Linked DNA regions of Canis lupus: region 1 is linked to region 2. Evidence: chromatin contacts called from public Hi-C data. All regions are on one chromosome and are shown on one strand. The core of a region is the stretch at or near the end of the contact, and the rest is flanking DNA. Distances in the headings are between cores, read along the strand shown. Region 1 holds the start of FXN (frataxin). Region 2 overlaps TJP2 (tight junction protein 2).

What was found. A called contact is a pair of places that touch in the nucleus more often than the background predicts.
Region 1: a Hi-C map of skin fibroblasts shows a contact between it and region 2, with 2.3 times the contacts expected there. The contact joins the promoter of FXN here to the enhancer-like site in region 2. A contact is called at or near these places in 3 of 9 Hi-C or Micro-C datasets (amygdala, blood and skin fibroblasts).

What each region holds. Positions count from the first base shown.
Region 1 is chr1:88,981,639-88,988,982 of UU_Cfam_GSD_1.0, forward strand. It overlaps FXN (frataxin), which reads right to left and starts at 3,235. Exons shown (of 5, transcript NM_001109958.1): 1 at 3,033-3,235. The coding sequence starts at 3,200.
Region 2 is chr1:88,867,453-88,874,649 of UU_Cfam_GSD_1.0, forward strand. All of the region lies in intron 2 of TJP2 (tight junction protein 2), which reads right to left. Among named protein-coding and RNA genes, the nearest start is that of TJP2, 34 kb to the right of the region's middle. Within about 2 kb of position 2,514, at least 5 of the 20 cell types and tissues checked have an H3K27ac peak or open chromatin away from gene starts, as enhancers often do.

The DNA of each region.
Region 1 (7,344 bases), core at 1,985-4,484, 110 kb after region 2:
TCTCTCTCTCTCTCTGTGACTATCATAAATAAATAAAAATTAAGGGATCCCTGGGTGGCGCAGCGGTTTGGCGCCTGCCTTTGGCCCAGGGCGCGATCCCGGAGACCCGGGATCGAATCCCACGTCGGGCTCCCGGTGCATGGAGCCTGCTTCTCCCTCTGCCTGTGTCTCTGCCTCTCTCTCTCTCTCTCCTCTGTGACTATCATGAATAAATAAATAAAATCTTTAAAAAAAATAAAAATAAAAAATAAATAAATAAAAATTAAAAAAAAATTTTTAAAGTGAATTAGGTCATAACCTGCTTGCCAGGCCTGAGGCCAAAAGACCATGGGTCATAGGGATGATCTTGTTCCTCTACAAAAATTCACAGGTGTCTGCAAACATTCCGAGGTGTGCAGACATGGCTGCAGCAGCGGCTCATGGAGTTATGTAACAGATGGCAACATGTGGCAAGCTCTCCTTGGAGCTACCTCCAGTGCACCAGGGAAAGTTTGAGGATCAGTGCCTGATAGAACCAGATGCCTCCCTGGGCCACAGAGTTGCACACTTAGAAGGAAAGCATTTCTGTAGATTCTGGGTTCTACTGAGAACCCAGAATGTTGAGATGATAATATTTTGAAAAACGAGATTACATAAATGTAGTGTTGGAATCTTTTTTTAAAACTAACCTCTAGGCCCAACATGGGGCTTGAACTAATGACCCTGGGATGGAGAGTCATATACTCTATCAACTGAGCCAGCCAGGTGTCCCACTGTGGTATCGAAATTAATTTCACCTGCTTTTTTATATTCTGTCAACGTAATGTAGCTACTAGAAAATTTAGAATTACACACGCACCTCCCATTCTATTTCTTTTGCACGGTGCTGTAGAAGTAGGATAGGGAATAGAGAAAATAAGGATGGGGAAGAGGCCCACCCACTGAACTCAGGTCCTGGTGAGTTCTGGCGCGCAGAGACGTTAGGAGTCAGCCTGAGGACAGTTCAGGCCTTAAAACAAATTAAACAAGGTGATCCCAGTTGCCATCGTCATCCACCCAACTCCGCAAGTATTGGAGATGTGTAAGCGAACTTGTGTTACAGACAAGCTCAACAAACTCAATTAATTTACATGGTAGAGGAGGCCCAGTGGGGTGATTCAGGTTGATTACTATCTCCCAACCTCCCAAGACTCCTAATCCCAATGTGTGTCCAGTGCCCACCCGCTGCGTGGCAGCTCTAAGCTGGGCATGCTTCTGAGTCAACAGCCCTCAACAGCCACTAGGTACCATCCAAGAGACCATGCCATATCTTGTCACTGTCCTAAATTAAAAACTGCTGCCAATCCATGGCCCACAGGGGTCGAAGTGCAAGCCAGGGCAGCTCCAGGTGGGAACAGCACAGAACAGCCCAGGAGAAGGGTAATGTCTGTGTTCTGCACTGGGACATCGTGGAACCAGCATGGTCACAACTGCCTATTTTTCTGGAGAAGCTGCAAGATCCAGTATCAAAGGTCCCAACTTTGAGTGTTGGCAACCAATTCTAACTTTTCTTCACACACGGTCAAATAACAGGGCCGTGGGAAGTTTAAGTCTAAAGTCCCAATTCCAGAGCTCCACAGGCAATTTGGGCTGGACTTCACCTGCCTTCCTCACCACGCAGGGTCCACCCAGCCACTCAGCTACTGTCCACCTGCCTACCCGGCCCAGGCAGGTCCCCCTTTTAGGATGCTGCTCTCTTGCCACCTCCAAGCGCCACCTCCAAGCCGGGTTACACATCCCGTCTACCCCGCTGAGTCTTCCTCACTCCACAGCCACTCCTTGGGCTGCCTCCTCTCAGGTCTTGGGATTGCCTGGGTCAGATGCTTCACTGCATCCCCAAGGGAAGGAAAGAGAATTAACTCCCAGAGCTGAAGACTTTATTATCACGTTCAGCCAACTGGATCCTCACCCCAGCTCGGCGGGATGAATGTCCTCATCCTTTCATCTCTAGACCGAAAAGGAAGCCAGGCCTCTGGGAGGGGTGGTCCCCGGGGTCGCAGAGCTCTGCAGAACCAGGCCGAGGAACCCAGGCCGGGTCCTATTCCAAAAGCTTTGCTGCGCTACCTACTGCGCTCCAGGGCCTTGGTAGTTCCACCTGGCTCCAAGGAAGCTTTTCGTTCATAAAAGCACATTCTTGAACACATTGCTCTAGAGTTATAAACACACACTACTACACACTGCTTTGTTGGTATGTGTGCTGTTTCAGTCTATTTACATATATTTACGCAGATGCTAGGATCATCTGCCATACACATGTGTGGTGCAGTACCCAGTACCGTATATAGTAGCACTTAAACCTTAGTTCTGGCAGAGGGAGGCGGCGAGCTGGGCGACCACCACGGACCCCCGGGAGCGGGTCCCCCGCCACCTTCCCTCCGTGGGCGGTCGGGCGGGTGCCGGGCCTCCGCGCTGCGTGTCCCCCGCCGTGGCAATGCACTGCCCTTTCGCACCGGAAAGCAGAGGCCGGTGCAAACGTGACCCCGGGCACCAGGAGGCGGGCTGCGCGGCCGGGCACCCCGCGGAGAGGGCAGCGCGCTCCCCCGCCGCCCGCCGCCCGCAGAGCGCGTCCCCGCCCGCAGAGCGCGTCCCCCGCGGGCAGAGCGCATGCCCGGCCGGCAGAGCGCGTCCCCGGCCGCAGAGCGCATGCCCGGCCGGCAGAGCGCGTCCCCGGCCGCAGAGCGCATGCCTGACCGGCAGAGCGCACGTCCGGCCAGGAGAGCGCGTTCCCGCCCGCAGAGCGCGTCTCCCGCGGGCAGAGCGCGTGCCCGACCGGCAGAGCGCGTCCCCTGCCGCAGAGCGCATGCCCGGCCGGCAGAGCGCGTCCCCGGCCGCAGAGCTCGTCTCCCGCGGGCAGAGCGCATGCCCGGCCGGCAGAGCGCGCCCCCGCCCGCAGAGCGCGTCCCCGGGCCGCGGCGCCGCCGGAGCCCCGTGAGCGCGCGTGCCCGCAGCGTCCCAGCGTGCGCGGCCTCCTCCGCCCGCCTGCGGCCCGGTCGGCTGCGCGGCGCGGTACTCACGGCGTGGCTGGGCCCGCGGGCCGCTCCTGTCCCGACGCGCAGCCCCCGGCCGCCGTGGAGCGGGGCGGCCCTCGTGGGCCCCCGGGTCCCCGCGCCGGCCGCGGCTGAGCCCGGGGGTGCCGAGCGGGGCAGGAGGCCGGCGGCGGCGCGGCGCCCGAGCGTCCACATGCTCCTCGCGGTCTGCGGCCGCTCCGCCCTCCGGCTCCGGGGACGCCGCGGCGACACCTGCTGGCTACGGGCGGCAGGCGGCGCGGTGGGGCTCGGCGCTCCGGCGGGCTGCGGGCTGCGGGCTGCGGGACGGGCCCGGGGTGGACCCGGGAAGCGCTTCCCCGCCTTGCACGGCCTCCGTATTTGACAGAGGGAGAGCGCGCTGCGTGCAAAGCACAGGGCTTGCCCCCGGCAACAGGCGAAGGCGTGACCTCGGTCCTCGGTCCTCGGAGCCTTGGGCCTGGCGACCCACGGCTGCAGGGTTCTAGCCAGGAAGGGTTTGCGAGCTGCAGCCTTGCTGGGACCTGGACGCGGCGCAGGCCTTGAACCCGCTTGGCTGTGCGAGGTTGGAGCCCTTGGGACCCGCACACTGCAGAGGGATTGCCCGGTTTGCGGCCGAACTCTGTACTTGGCAGCTGTGTGACCAGTGGGCGGGTTAATTCACTTCTCCGTGCCTCATCTGGAAAGCGTGGTTTATAAAAAGTTTCTTCTTAGGTTTTTTTTTTTTTTTTTTAGATTTTATTTATTCATGATAGACATAGAGAGGCAGAGACACAGGCAGAGGGGGAAGCAGGCTCCATGCCAGGAGCCCGAGGCGGGACTTGATCCCGGGACCCCAGGATCGTACCCTGGGCCAAAGGCGGGTGTTAAACCGATGAGCCACCCAGGGATCCCCTTCTTAGGGTTGTTTTAAGGATAAAATGAGTTAATCTATGTAAAGGGTTTTTTTTTTTTTTTTTTAGACTCTGCTAAATGCACGCTATTAAGTTGTTAATACATTTTAAGTAAAAGACAGTTTTACTTAGGTTGTATATTGCAAAGGAATGCAAATTGTGGGAATGCAAATTGTGAACATTTATATTTTTATTTATTTTTAAAGATTTGTTTGTTTATTCATGAGAGACGAGAGAGAGAGAGAGAGAGAGAGACAGAGAGAGGAGAGAGAGAGGCAGAGACCTAGGCAGAGGGAGAAGTGGGGAGCCATATGTGGGGCTCAATCCTGAGATTACTGGACCACACCTTGAGCTGAAGGCAGATGCTCAACCATTGAGCTACTCAGGCGTCCCTTTATTTATTTGACACAGAGAAACCACGGAGAAGCAGGTGGAGTGGCAGGAAGAGGCAGAGGGAGAGGGAGAAGCAGGCTCTCTCTGAGCAGGGAGCCCCATGTGAGATTTGATCCCAGGACCCTGGGCCTGTGACCTGAGCAGAAGGCAGACACTTAACCGATTGAGCCACCCTGGGACTCCTTCATATTTTTTTAAAAATATTATTTATTTATTTATTCATGGGAGACATACACACACACACACACACAGAGGCAGAGACACAGGCAGAGGGAGAAGCAGGCTCCATGCAGGGAGCCCGGTGCGGGACTCGATCCCGGGTCTCCAGGACTACGCCCTGGGCCAAAGGCAGGCACCAAACCGCTGAGCCATCCAGGGATCCCCATTCCTTCATATTTCATATAGGCTTGAGAAAATACCACGTGCATATGAGAGAATATAATTTTATGGGGAAGGTAGTGGGTGTCAAGTTTTTCTAAAGCCACCTTGGTACTTTGTGAATAGTGGAGATAAGACACAGATACAGATGTGTGAGGCACTAAATGACAAGTGTCAAGAACACAAATTATCAGGTATCAGCACCAAGTGGGAGAGTACAACAACTAAGGGTGGGGACAATCAAGGGAGCCCTCACGGAGGAGGTGGCATTTGCACAGGGCCTTGCAAAAATAGGGTAGAGGAGGTGGGACCTAATTGACTGTCAGAGAGGTAGTCCCGGGGCATTCTTTTGGATGAAAGACATTCTCTTGCCTTCAGTTAACTCTAAGTCATTTATTGAGCACCTGTTATGCTGGGCATGCAGAAGCCACTTCCCCCTGTAAATTATCTGGAGATACATTTGATAGTTGAAACTAAGTGGGAATGGGGGACGTGTGTGCTACTGGCATATAGTGGGGAGAGCCCAGAGATGCTGTGCAATAGACAGGATGGTCCCCTGCAACACAGAATTATCCAGTACAGAATGGTAATGGTGCCAGGGCTGAGAAGCGCTCACAGAGGCCTCACCAGTAAGCCCTCACTAGAGACAAAGGGAAGTGTTTTGGTTGCCAGCCACAGCTCCAGACCCTGCCATACTAATAGTGAGGCTTTTCTCACAGCCTCAGAACTTTATTATATACTTGGGGAGTTGCACTATTATTAACCAGCATGCTTAGCATGTTCTGGCATAGGGAAGGCCCTGGTACCTGCTCCCAAAGTTTGCTCCCTGCAAAGTGGATATCCCTGCCCCGTCTTTTCGGTCAAGGAAGCAGGCTCAGAGTAGCAGAGCAGAGAACACAAAGGCCTCGCAAGAATCTGTGCTTCTCAGTCAGACTGGGAAAGACATATCTTATGATTTCACTCATATGTGGACTCTAAACAAAGAAACAAAATTCAATGAATAAACAAAACTGAGAATCAGACCTGTAAACACAGAGATCAAACTGATGGTTGTCAGAGGGGCAGCTGGGGGATGGAGGTGGAGAGATGGGCAAATGGGTGAAGGGGGGTGGGAGATGGGCCTCTGGTTATGTGCTGAATGAGTCATGGAATGAAAGTGGGGAATGCAGTCAGTGGTACTGTAGTAGTGATTTGTGGGGACAGGTGGCAGCTACACTTGTGAGCACAGCATGATGTTTGGACTCTTGCAGTCGCTACGTTGTACACCTGGAACTAATGTAACATTGTCAACTACACTCAAAAAAAAAAAAAAAAAAACGGCTCTGGACTTATGGAGGTGATCAAAGGGAATTATGCACACATAGAAGCTTGGGCACTGTGACTTGTGCAGAGATGTTGAAGGGCCCTGTAGGCCCCCAGAGCCTTTCCCCCCCTCTCTATTTCTTCAGCCCAAGGGCAGGTGCAGGATGGTGTTGTGTAGACAATCCCAACGCCTATGTACGTGGTGGTGGGAGAGAATTCCCCTAGAGCTCACATTCTCGGCTTTTAGAGGACTTTGATGGGACTTATTCTAGGCAATGATTCTCAAGATGTTTGGACCAGCAGCTTTAGCAGCACCTGGGAATCTGTTAGGAGAGCAAATTCTGGGGCACCTGGCTGACTTGGTTGGGCATCTGCCTTCAGCCCATGTCATAGTCCTAGGGTCCTGAGATGGAGCCCTGCCTCAGGCTCTCTGCTCAGCAGGGAGCTGGCTTCCCCCCTCTCCTTCTGCTTGCTGCTCCCGTGCTTGTACTCTTGCTCTGTCTCTCTGTCAAATAAGTAAATAAAATCTGTATTTAAAAAAGAAAAAGAAAAGCAAATTCTCAAGCTCTGTCCACACCTACTGGATCAGAAACTCCAGCAGCAGGGCCCAGGAATCTGTGGTTTAACAAGTCCTCCAGGGAAATTGGATGCTTCCAGAAGTGTGAGAACCACTATAGTAGGGTATGTCTTGGATGAAATTGTGAATTTAGCCAAAGTCACCAGAATGATCTATTTTTTTAAAGACGGTATCTGCTAGAAAAGCAGATTTTATTTTATTTTATTATTTTTTAAAAGATTTATTTATTTATTTATTTATTTATTTATTTATTTATTTATTTATTTATTATAGATATATAGAGAGAGGCAGAGACACAGGCAGAGGGAGAAGCAGGCTCCATGCTGGGAGGCTGATGCAGGACTCGATCCCAGGACCCCAGGATCACGCCCTAGGCCAAAGGCAGGTGCCAAACCGCTGAGCCACCCAGGGATCCCTGCAGATTTTATTTTAAAAAATTATTTATATTTATTTTTATATTTTGAAAGATTTTATTTATTCATGAGAGACACACAGAGAGAGGCAGAGACATAGGCAGAGGGAGAAGCAGGCTCCATGCAGGGAGCCCGATGTGGGACTTGATCCCAGGACCCCTGGATCACAACCTGAGCCAAACACAGAAGCTCAACCACTGAGCCACCCAGGTGTCCCCCAAATTATTTATTTTTAATTGAAGTATAGTTGATCTACAATATTATGTTAATTTAATTTCAGGTGTACAATATAGTGATTCAACAATTCTATACATGACACTATCCTCACCATGATAAGCGTAGTTGCGATCTGTCATCATACATTATTA
Region 2 (7,197 bases), core at 1,264-3,763:
CACATAACAATATGGATGAATCTCAGAGAAGTTATGTTGAGCAAAAGAAGCCAGACACAAAATGTTGACTTCATTTATATAGATTCTCTCCAAGTCAAGAAAACTATCCCATGGTGAGAGAAGTCAGAAGAGAGTTTCCCTCCAGGGTAAGGTAGTAACAGAAGGAAAAAGTGGCGAGAGAAGCTTCTAGAGTGATGGAAAGTCTTGTTTTTTTTTTTTTTATCTAGGTGGTAATCACACAGGTGAATACATTCATGTAAGCATTCATCCAGCTCTGGAACCAGATAGTGGTATCTGCACGATACTGTGGATGTACTAAATGCCACTGAACTGTATACTTTAAAATGGTTAAAATGGTGGATCTTATGTGCTTTACCACAACAAAAACAAATTTATCAAGCTGTCCCCTTGAGATCTATGCATGTTACTGTATGTAAATTATACTTCAACAAAACACCAGAAAAACAAAAATATTAAAAAAGCTTCATTATGAATAAACAAGGTTGCAAGGATAGACCCTGGATACCACCCACTGTTTCTATGGGAAAATTTTTCTGCTTTCCTGCACATTTTTTTAACCTCAGTTCTTTGGTAAATTGAGTCCACCTTTCCTGCCTCTTCCTGATTTGGGTAAAAACATCTGCAAACTGTGCACTTAAGCAGTATGAGAAATATTTCTCCCAGACCTTTAATTAAAATTCAAATTCAGGTCTGTTAGAAAGAAGGCCACCGGTATTCAAGATGAACCCCGTGCCTCTTCACTTCAGTGTGTTGCCGCTTGCCTGTTTTTAGACTCCAATAATAACACCAGTAGGAAACGCACAAATGTTTCCAGTTCCCTTTCTGGAAAATCTCAATGAGTGTTGAAGATGCCACAAATCTCTCTCCCCTCTTAAAACTCATGCAGACACTAAACAGACCAGCCCAGGGTAGGCAAAGTGTTCTGCCTCAAGTTATGCTGAAAACCTCAGAAGTGCCTAAAGTGATGCCTAAACTCGAGCAACAGTGAGTGATTTTGTGTTAGTTGGTGAACAACGAGAGCCTACAGCAGTAACCAGGTAGCTCATCTTCAGCGCATTTGTGAAGAACAAACCAGAATAGGCTCCCAGCTCCAGGCCTGCCTTACCTTCCTCCTGCTAGAGGCAATGTGGCCCCTGTAAGAGAAGCCCACAGAAAAAGAAGGGGGAATTGGAGACTCCCAGTATGCAGCTCTTAATGGGAAGAGTGGAGGGGAAGAAGAAAGAAAAAGAATGATCCTCAAGAAGCAATGCAGGATAACTGCAGATACTGGCTTGGGCTGCAGAGCAAGGAAGAGAATACAGCACATGGTGTGGTGGTACATTATTTAAGCTGCAACTGAATAATAGATCTTTCTAGCACTTCATGAGCTAAACTACTGCCATTCTTGGGTTCTCAGTTCGTCCTTCAGAAAAATATCTTTCAGAGAAAATCCACTGGACCTTTTCTTAAAAGAAAAAACCAGAAAGAAAACAACACAAGTGTTTTAAGGAGCATGAAAATACTTTAAGATAACAAGAACCATGAGAAATTATTTAGAATGTTCTCCAGGCTTTATACCCACTTAGAACCTTAAGCACTGGAGAAGACTTCAGACTTTAAATACAACTACTCATTTCCCTATAAAGAAACTTAGATTTACATGCCTTAGCCGCAGTCACCCAGCTAATTAGTACAGCTTATATACCACTACAGAGAAGGTCCAGACGTATATACATCTACAGTTTTTTTCTTACTCACAGACAATCCATCCACTCACTATATAAATGTCAGGAATCCACTCTTCTGAGTTCCCACTGAGTCTTCAATTCTTACTGGTTTATGCAACAAAAGCCTTCCCCAGATCCAGTCAGTTCAGTGTGGCAAATTTGGTGGATATGTTTGGTGTCCTATAAGCTGCTGGGGTTACCCAGATGACTCAGACCAAGGAGGGGCTCAGGCAGACGGGAAGTGACTGGCATGGAGCAGACATGATAAGGGCTCTAATAAATACTGGCATGTGCACACCAGCCAATCACAGGCAAGAAGGAAACTGATTCAGCTGAGTGAAGAAGGGTAAGGAAGGAACCAGGCTTCTAAAAATGAGCTCACAGGGACGTTCCTTCTAAACAAGTCATTCTTTTTCAAAAACAGAAATGGTTAATTTTACTAATCAATTCCCTAAAATAATTTCATTCTGCTTTTGCCAGATAATATTTACAAGCAGTTTCTCATGGACTGAGAATGAGCTGGCTGCCTCTCAGAGCATACACTATCCTCCTTCCCACACAGACTTAGGGTCTCAGGTGTGCTTGACTGCATAAGGCAAAAAAGAACCTCACAACCTAGAACTTGGAACATTTCCTTTATTGCTGTGACAATAAATGGCTCTCAAAAAACAGTTCTCAGGGAGCCTTGGTGGCTTAGTAGGTTAAGTATCTGCCTTTGGGCTTGGGTCATGATCTCAGGGTCCTGGGATCAAGCCCCACGTTGGGCTCCCTGCTCAGGGGGGAGTCTGCTTCTCCCTCTCTCTTTGCCTCTGCCCCACCCCCACACTCTCTCTCTTAAAAAAAAGGTGGTTCTCAAGAAAGCCGTATCAGACCATATATCCTCCTCAGAGGAACAAACATCTTAGAAGCTACAATTCTAAGAAAAGTTCATTTATGGGGATCCCTGGGTGGCTCAGGGGTTTAGCACCTGCCTTTGGCCCAGGGCGCGATCCTGGAGTCCCGGGATCGAGTCCCGCGTCGGGCTCCCGGCATGCAGCCTGCTTCTCCCTCTGCCTGTGTCTCTGTCCTCTCTCTCTCTCTATGTCTATCATAAATAAATAAAAATAAATCCTTAAAAAAAAGAAAAAAAGAAAAGTTCATTTATTCCTACTGATGATCAGAAAGCATTATTTCCCCCTGTTCACCTTCAACTAGAATGACAAGAGTATCTGCAGTGTTCTCTCATCTCTACCAAAGCTTTTCTTTAATACAATGGCAAAGATATAACTGGACGTTAATCATTATCTGCTAATTACAGTCTAATAACTGTTACCTACCAGGAAGACTATCCTAATAACTGTCTCAAAATATATTATTTATATCCCCCTCCCAATGCCTCTGGCTTGTCACTAACTATAAATATATAACTATGTATTTAGTCTCATAGAGAGTGTTTATCAGATGAGGCATACTGTAATTAAGGTTTCAAAAGATGATGCCATTTTTTTCTTGTGAACATAATGTATATATTCATGTAGCTGATTAAAATCTACAACAGAAAATAATAATCTCCCTATTAATTAATTAATTCTGAAGTCCATCTTTATATATGCATATAGGTAAAATTTAGAAAACATTTGTATTCAAGGACAGGACATGAGATCTTCGCCATAATTAATGGTTTCATTTGAATTTTTTTTTGGTCAGTCCAGCTTCTTAAGTACAAATATTTTATTCACAAAATATTTTTTTAAAGATTTTATTTATTCATGAGAGACACAGAGAGAGAGAGACATAGGCAGAGAGAGAAGCAGGCTCCATGCAGGGAGCCGGATGCAGGACTCGATCCCAGGACCCCAAGATCATGCCTTGAGCCAAAGGCAGAAGCTCAACCAATGAGCCACCCAGGTGTCCCTCACAAAAGATTTCTGAAGTGTATGCTTTCACCACTCCTAACTCCTAACATTCCTACCACCCCCTAAATCTCTCTCTCTCTCTCTCTCTCTCTCACACACACACACACACACGTGTGCAATGTTGGGAAAGGACAAACAGAAGCAAACTATAAGTTGTGAATATTATAATTAGGAAATATTAGTCTGAAAGTTAAAATAAACATTATTACAAACACGCATATTGCTATGATCTAAAAATGTAAAAGATATAGGGGATCCCTGGGTGGCGCAGTAGTTTGGCGCCTGCCTTTGGCCCAGGGCACGATCCTGGAGACCCGGGATCGAATCCCATGTCGGGCTCCCAGTGCATGGAGCCTGCTTCTCCCTCTGCCTGTGTCTCTGCCTCTCTCTCTCTGTGTGACTATCATAAATAAATAAAAATTAAAAAAAAAAAAAAAGATATGGGAGCACCCAGTTGGCTCAGGGGGTAGGCATCTAACTATTGATCTTGGGGTCGTGAGCTCGAGCCCCACCTTGTGAGATAGAGTTCGCTTAATAAAAAGAAAAAAGGGCAAGATGGATAAGTGATTAAGAAAGAATGTGTTATGTTTTTAAGATTAAAGACCTGATTTAACTGTAACTATCTGGCAGAGGCACTAAACAAATATCTGCGTAGATTTAAAATGACTAAAGTACAAGTTCCTAATTGAAGGCTAAGTAGTTCACGTAAAAGGTGTGCATGCACACACATGATTAAGTATTTTGGTGACTGAAACAAAGTGTTTTCTATTCTGGTTTTATTTACCTACCATGACCATGAACTTCAATTGCTCATTTTTTTCTAGGTCAAGGCAGGGTTACTTTTTTTTTTTTTTTTTAGGGTTACTTTTTTTTTTAACCTCAAGACTTTCAATTCCTACTACCATCCTTGCCAGAGCCTACTTCAAAGACCAACATAAGGTACGTTTCTAAAAAATTAAATCCATTTTAGGGCGCCTGGCTTGCTCAGTTGCTGAAGTGTGCAACTCTTGATCTCGGGGTTTTGAGGGTTTTCTTTTTTTAAGATTTTATTTATTTATTCATGAGAGACACAGAAAGAGAGAGGCAGACACGGGCAGAAGGAGAAGCAGGCTTCATGCAGGGAGCCCAACGTGGGACTCGATCCCAGGTCTCCAGGATCACGCCCCGGGCTGAAGGTGGCACTAAACCGCTGAGCCACCCAGGCTGCCCGGGGTTTTGAGTTTAAGACCCATGTTGGTTGTAGAGATAACTTAAAAAATTAAACCTTTAAAAAATAATAAAAAATTAAATGCATTTACACGTGAGGCTATTTGGTTCTCTGTTGCCTTTGGCATTGCTGGATCAGGAAAGCAAGCTGTGCTCCAGAGCACAGCGATGTCCCTGTTGCAGAGCCCAAGTATTTCCTCCATTTTCAGTCCATCCTATCACAGATGTCACACCAACAGACTTCAAAATTGCAGAGTCGGGGGATCCCTGGGTGGCACAGCGGTTTGGCGCCTGCCTTTGGCCCAGGGCGCGATCCTGGAGATCCAGGATCGAATCCCACGTCGGACTCCCGGTGCATGGAGCCTGCTTCTCCCTCTGCCTGTGTCTCTGCCTCTCTCTCTCTCTCTCTCTCTCTCTCTCTCTCACTGTGTGCCTATCATAAATAAATAAAAATTTTTTTTAAAAATTGCAGAGTCGGGACATCAGAGTGGCTCAGTGGTTGAGGGTCTGCCTTTGGCTCAGGTCGTGATCCCAGGGCCCTGAGATCCAGGTCCTCGGACTCCCCGCAGGGAGCCTGCTTCTCCCTCTGCTGTGTTTCTGTGTGTCTCTCATGAATAAATAAATAAAATATTTTAAAAATAAAATAAATAAAATCTGCAGAGTGTCTTGTGGGAAGCAGAGAAAGGAATAAGAATTAAGCAAGGCATCAAATTGCTTCACAAATACACTGTCTCCAATAAAAGATAAGACAGCTGGATAGACAAGAGCAAAGTATACATGTTAAGACACAAAGTCTGTCAAATTCAACTTTACTGGCTTCTCAGGGCCATTCCTGAAGGTGTGGTCAAGACAGACACAGCCCTCCGTAACTAAAACATCACATTCATATTTTAAACAGTGTTACCAAGTCTCAAATTTCAAGGGCCACATTTACAGTTTTTGCCTTATTCTCATACCACTCATCCCCATAATTTATTATTCTTACATCAGACTTGTTGTTTTACTTAATAGTTCTTGTACTTCACTCTAAGCAACCGAAATAAGTGAATTTGGTAGCCAGCTTTATATTTTTTATCCTTGAAGTACAATATTCATGCACAGTAACTGAAAAATAATGTGCCACCCCACCCATGAGTCTGTCTGTGTAGCACACTTTAGAAAACACTGTTTGGGGAAGAGCAAAAAAAAAGTGCCCAAAAAACACTATTTGGGGCAGTGGCAGAAAAGAAGCTTATTAATAACATATTAGGTATTTCTTCAATACAACAATCTTTAGTCTCTCTTCTGAGCTCACAGGTTATCAAGGCTGATGATGCTTTGGATAGAGTGGCTGGCTGGATGATAGAAGCTCTAGACCCCTTCAAAACAGATTGAAACTGTCACCGTCATAGGAAGGCTTCCCCAGGCCTGCCTGGGCTCTAGAAGTGAGAGGCCAAGTTAAGTGCATTTCTTAACCAAGCTGAAAAAATAATACTTTCCAACTCCAGGCTCTGCCTCGTGTGCAATAATGTAGGCGGTGTACGAGCTTAGCCAGCTGTATTTCCCAGGTACCCTTCAGACCTGGAACTAGCTATTCCCAGTACTTAATGTTACGACTGAATGCCTGAAAACATTTTTCCACTGCTGTTACATGACCTTTAAAAAAAATTTTAATGGTAATACCACCTTAGACTCTCATAAATTTGGGAGCTACATGGGCTTCTGCTAACAAGAGTCATCATAAAAATTACTAAAAAAAAAAAAAAAAAATACTGAGGAGGTGAAGTAGGCCATAAATAGTTTTAGGGAAGACTTCTTTTTAAATCTTGAAAAGTTCACTTAACTCTAGAGTTTCTAACCCCCAAAATATGTGTTAAGTCTGACCTCTGAGTCTATGTTTTTGACTCCAACCCTTGGATTTAGGACCAAGAAACTAACTCAGTAAAACACCTGAGATAATCATTCTGCGCCCGGCCAACCCTCCCCCTTCCACCTCACACATGTGCATCAATCACTCTCCTACATTACTACACCCCAAATCACCTTCAATGGTAAACACCTTTTAACACCAGGGCTGGCTAGTCCAAGGCCATCTGGCCACCAACTGTTGGCCACCTGATTACTGCTCAGAACCTAATCAATGAGGCATTTTATAGAGAGTCAGCTCTCAACCTAGATAAAGTAATCTGTAGCCACAGCTTCTTAATGGGATTTGCTTTAGGGATTAGGCAAGGAATTCCCTGATGGCTCATATTCTTGGTAAGAGTATGTTGAAAGTTTCAGCAGTGATTACTAACCCTTCCTCTTAACCTCACCCCTGCCACCCATACCTCCTGCCACTCCCAGACCCAATCTGCATGACTTTTTCAACTACAGAACACAGAACTAAG